2 separate regions of the Rattus norvegicus genome follow, and region 2 is linked to region 1. A link is a contact called in public Hi-C data. All regions are on one chromosome and are shown on one strand. Each heading gives the region's core, a stretch centred on a gene start, on an enhancer-like site or on the middle of the called end of the contact. The rest is flanking DNA. Distances are from core to core; before and after follow the strand shown.

What was found. A called contact is a pair of places that touch in the nucleus more often than the background predicts.
Region 2: a Hi-C map of frontal cortex shows a contact between it and region 1, with 1.8 times the contacts expected there. The contact joins the enhancer-like site here to the promoter of Top2b in region 1. A contact is called at or near these places in 3 of 12 Hi-C or Micro-C datasets (the A7r5 cell line, frontal cortex and hepatocytes).

Annotation. Positions count from the first base shown.
Region 1 is chr15:11,541,048-11,543,838 of GRCr8, reverse strand. It overlaps Top2b (DNA topoisomerase II beta), which reads left to right and starts at 1,375. Exons shown (of 36, transcript NM_001100858.2): 1 at 1,375-1,923. The coding sequence starts at 1,876.
Region 2 is chr15:11,592,080-11,594,870 of GRCr8, reverse strand. All of the region lies in intron 10 of Ngly1 (N-glycanase 1), which reads left to right. Among named protein-coding and RNA genes, the nearest start is that of Ngly1, 42 kb to the left of the region's middle. Within about 2 kb of position 1,415, at least 21 of the 93 cell types and tissues checked have an H3K27ac peak or open chromatin away from gene starts, as enhancers often do.

The DNA.
Region 1 (2,791 bases), core at 126-2,625:
TAACAAGGCCATGGTGCTCTGTAGTCAGAGTCCAGCCCAGTTTTAGGTCCTGATTAGTGATTTACAAGCTAGAACACCAAATTCAAAATAAAGAAAGGCTTTGGTGTTTAGTCAGAATACCCAAATAAAACTGAAAATTCATGGTCTCCAGAGGGCTAATTAAGAACTACGTTTAAATTATTTTCATGTTTCAGAGCTGCCCACCTTGGTTTCAGAATGCTGCAGTTGAAAGGTATGACCCCAGGCATTTTTGTTTTCCCTTAAGGGAAGTCCTTAGCCGCCAGAGAGACTCACAGAAACACTTTCACAGAAAGCTGTTAGCTCCAACGGGATAAAGTTCTTCAGCGTCCTCTGTTAGTCACTCTTGGAAGATTGACATCTGAGGCTGTTGTCCCTTTAAACCCATTGCCACGCCTGGCAGAGAATGGCGGGGAGTATACCCAAAAAGGACTTGTTGAATGTAATTCCATTTACAGGCTGGGTGAAGTCAAGAGCTCTTCCGTCTGCCAAAGGCTTTGGTGTGGCACATTTTATTCTTAGAAAGCTTCCTCACGAGAAAAGTCTATCCTTAATGTGTACCTGAAAACCACTCTTGAAGTTCAAAAAACGATATATGTGCCCTCTTAGACGTGGTGGTGCTGGTGCAGTCCTTGACAGGTGAGAACCGACAGGGACCCTTCTGCACTGTTGGGAGGAAAGCTCAGTAGCCCGGGAAGGGAGCCCTGACCTGCTCGCGTTCCTTCCCAGGAACGTTCCCTGGGCAATGTTTAAGTTCCCTAAGTGGTGACACTGAAGACTGCCTGCAGCGTTTGGGGGGCGGGCAGATGAAGGACAAGGAGTCTGGCGGACGCTCTGCGCAGCAGCAACCTGGGACCTGAGGTGGGGTAGGGGATCCGGCTGCTCCTAACGGCAAACGGTCCCATCTGCAGTTCACTCCCCGGCCCAGTCTCTGGGGACGCCTAAGGCTTCCTGCCTCCCTGCCCCCACCCTCCCCCTCCTCTCCAGCCTCCCCGACTTCCCGGCAGGTCTGCAAGACCACTGCCCGGAGGTTTCCACAGCCCTCGTCCCAGGACTCCCGGCTCCTTTGGATGCCCGGGAATGACCCATGACAGCCGCCCGCTCTCCCTTTGGACGGAAACCCCATTCACTCTGCCTCTCTCTTACACACACACACACTCTCACACACAAACAAAAAACCCAAGTCTGCCTCTCGGTTGCTACCCGCAATGACGTTTTCCCCTCGGATCCCGCCCCTCTGGGGGCCTGAAATTTTGGGATTGGTCGAAGGACTGTAGCGACAAGACCGTGATTGGACGGTCCATGGCTGACTGACAGCCGGTGGCCGCCGCACCCTCCCCCTCTCCGAGCGCGCCTGTGTGTGCGGTGTTATGCCGGACTAAAGGGAGGCCACCACAGCGGCTGTTTATTGTCCCTCTCGGCCAGTGCTCCTAAGGACCCGGTCAGACACCGCTTGAGCGGCTTTAAGGCAGTGGCGGCCTTTGAGGCGGCGGCGACCGCGTCGAGGACTCTGCGGATTCGGTTGCGTGAGGAGAAGCAGTGACTCCTTCGTGTCAGGGCTCTGACTCGCGTCTCCTAGCCGGCCCGCGCCGGCCCGCGCCGACCCTCGCCCCTCATTCGCGATCCCGATCGCCTGCGTGAGCCCCGGAAGACCGCGTCTCACTGCTAGCCCTTCCTCGCCCTCGGCCGCGCTCTAGGCCCGGGCGCCGCGCTCGAGTTTGAGGGCGGCGGGCGGCGCGGCCTCCTCAGCGGCTCGGGCCCGCGATGGGGCGCGGCTAGGAGTGCGGCGCGCAGCGGTCAGTGCGAGCCGCGTCCCCGGTGCGCGAGCAGCCCCTGGCCTGCACGGGAGGCGCTGCCATGGCCAAGTCCAGCCTCGCGGGCGTTGACGGGGCGCTGACCTGGGTGGTGAGTGCTGCGCGGGCGGACGCATTGTTCGTGGGCCGCGGGCTGTGCGGGCGGGGGCTGAGAGCGCGGCGCGGCGGGCGCCCTGTCGGGCTGCAGGCAGGGCCTATCCCTGAGTGCCTTTTTCTCTCTGCTTTCCGCCTCTACGAGGTTCAGGCTGCGGAAGAATGCTCACCTGAAACTTCAGGGTGTACACCAGGACGTAGGGGACCGCGATAACGCGAGCCTCCACGAGCGCAGCGCCAGAAAATATTGCAGAACTTATGCCAAATGCAACCGCTTCCGGCGGCCTGTCCCAAAGGAACGTGAACTTGAATGGCCACTGCGGTTTGCGCCTCCCCTTTAAAGGCTCATTCCGCAGAGAGGGTATTTGGGATGACTTTGACAGCAGGTTAGAGACCGCAGCTGGTCCATCTGCCCGCGGGATTAAAGGGAAGAGCTTACTTACGTCAGCCTCCCGGGTACATCGCGTGGGGACTCAGGGGTTTCCCCAGGAGGTGAGGGAGGGGGTGCTTAAGCCGGAACTTGGAGGATCGCAGAGCCTAGTTCCCAGTGGGAAGTGGAAGTAGCGAGGCAGCAGGAGCAATTGGAGCAGGGTTCCCACGACAGATCGATAACTCCAGCACTTCACTTACTCCGCACTGAGTTCAGACCAGGGTCATTTCCCATGCAAAACATCAGACTTAGCAGATGAGACCAGCAGCTAGGACAGAAAATTTACACATTTCAGGGACTTTAACACACCCCTTCCAGAGGATCCCAAATCCCTCGCCTCTGAACACGCTAAGGAAGTTGGTATTGCTTGGCATTTTTGTTCCTTGGTTTCTTTGTTCGGTTGAGGTTTAGATGAGTCTGGATTAACAGTCATTTC
Region 2 (2,791 bases), core at 166-2,665, 51 kb before region 1:
CAGGGGGTGCCTTTGCCCATTGAGCCATCTAACTCTCTCATACCTCAAACATTATCAATAGCTGTTCCCAACTCCTGCCAAGTCATTAAATAACTCATAGGAAGCTTTAAAGTCAACATACAAAAATATTTAAAGGGACATTGTTCACTTGTAAGACATTGGATAGATCAAAGAAGAGGGAGTCACAGAAGGAAGGGCTGTGTTCACGAGCGTCCACCACACAGTAGAAAGAAGCAAGGAGATCTGCCCTCTTCTCAACTCAGTTGTGAGCTTCAGTTTCTAAACTTACCTGTTGCTGTACTATTACAAAGTTGAGTTTAATCATATCTCATGAGGGCTGGACAGGTGGCTTCGGAGTTAAGAGCACTTGGTATGCAGCCATGAGTTCAGCCACCCGTGGAACAAGCTAGGCATCCCACACGTACCTATAACCCCAGCTTTGACTTGGGCAGAAGCTGGAGTACATTGCTTGGGCTTTCTGGTTTCCAGCCAAACTGAGGAATATTGAGCCCATGTTCGGGGAGAGACCTTGCTTCAAAAGAAATGGACAGAGCAGGAAGAGGGTAGCCACACCCACTCAGAGGCACAGGCACCCACACGCACACTCACACAGACACACACACATACACCATCTGTAAAAATAAACGATTATATTGAACCATAAAGTGGGAGTCCTCTTTGCTGAACTGAGAATAGGCTATGGGATTATTAAGCTTGCAATTTTGCAAATAGTTTTACTTAGCCAAAGAAATGCAAAAAAAGCCAAGCAATAAAACGTAGACTTTCTCCTGGTGGTGCCACCCACCTTTAATCCCAGTACTCAGGAGGCAGAGGCAGGTGGATCTCTCTGAGTTTGAGGCCAGCCTGGTTTAAAGAGTGTGTTCCAGAACAGTGAGGGCTACACAAACCCTGTCTCAAAAAGGGCAAAAACAAAAGAAAACAAAAAAGAACTTAGAATTTCATAGTGTCCATGTCTATAATGATTCTGTAGTTGGTAGAAGACTGCCCTTAGCCTACGTTTTACAAGCAGAAAGCACAATGGAATAGAAGTTTCATCTACCCAGAAACTAGTCTGTTCTTGCTAAACTGGAGAAAGCTCATATTTCTCCCTAGCCAGCAGTGTTGCTAGGGAAAATGATAGAGAAAATGATGGTTTGTGGCAGAAGGTGCAGTGTTCTAGAAGCAGGGCAGCTCTGGCACGTGTCTCTTCTGTCTTCTTCAGTCCTGCGTTCATCTGCAGTCATTTGCCGAGTGCCTATTGTGATTACCAGGCCTCCTTTCGGCTATATGAGTGAATATGAGTCCTTTCTCCTTACTGCCTAACCAGGAAAACATAAACAGCCATCTTAACCACCATGCAGAATGCTATAATAAGGATAGCAATGCATTGCTATGGAAACGCTGAGGTAATTAGCTCTGGCTGTGGGAGTTGGGCAGATCTCCTCAAAACAGGCAGTCTTTGAGCTGGACACTGAAAGATGAGTAGGTGTTCATCAAAACAGCAGGAATATGTGCTCTGTTTTGATACATGAATCAAAATAGAACACCACAGTCAGAGCGGGTACATTGCAGGAGGAATTCAGTGATGTGATGAGTTACAAAGGCCATTAAACAGAAAGCAGACCTGCCTATTCGAGACCTGGTTTGATTTAGTGTAGAGTATGGTACAATTCTTCATTGAGTGAATCTGTTTCTAACTATAGAACTTAGTGTTAAATCAATAAAAATACTAGAATCTTGGAGAGGGGAGGAAGGGAGGGAGGGAGTGGGGAGGAGGAAAGAGAAGGAAGAAGGGAAGGGGAAGAGAATAGAGAAGAGGGGTAGGGAGAGAGGTGAGGAGAGGAGGGAAAGAAAGGAGAGGGATGAAAGAAAGTAAGAGTAGCAATTGTCATTAAACTTTGTCTTTCCCACTTAGAGGCATCAGCCATCTTTGGTTGTTTGCCAGCTCTGTTGAATAGTTAGCCAGTTCCCAGCACTCCTCTACTCAGTGACATCCCACACAGTGGATAACAAGCAACCTATTTTCACAGTATTAGAGACTCTTACCTCCCAAGGCCACAGAGACTTACTAAGTCTCGTAGTTTCCAAATGCATTGCTCAGTTATATCTGAATTAAAAAGAACACAAAAGTCAAATGGAGACTGCTGCAGTGTTTGGGAGGCAAGTGATGGCTCCTTGCCTTTAACAGCAAGGGGAACACTTACCTAGCTCATCTCCCATCTCATGGGGCCTGCATGTGCTCTAGTCTGTCCTGGAGAAACACTTCCCACATTTCACTTGCTCCTGAATTCAGTGCTCTTCCACAAGTAACCTAGCTGTTTGCCCCGCCTCACCCTGCTCTGTGCTCTGCTTTGCAACTGTCTGTCCTTCTCCTCGGAACCTATTTTATTTTCCTTTTCGATTGAATTCTTGTCATCAGAGCGTGGCTTAATATCCATTCCCAGCCAACTGAATGTTCCCTCTCACCTTCTATAGATTCCCTCCTTGCACCTTGCCTTCACATTTACTCAGCAGCCGTGTGTGAGAGTAGACTAGTCTCGGTTGGAGCCCCATTGTCATTCCCATATCCTGTCATGGTCATGTATCTGACCTCATTCATAGTCAGTGTGTAGGGGAGACTGGGGAAGGCAAGAAGGCATGGCTGGATGTGTGCAGTGAACCTGCTCCCTGACAGCACTGCTTTATCTCTTTGTTTCAGTTCCCTCTCTATTGCTCAGAGCCTTGTACATGCTCGCAAGCCTCTTCCTGCTGCTTTACCTTTCAAGCTCAAGACTTTTCAACAGGTTTTTTT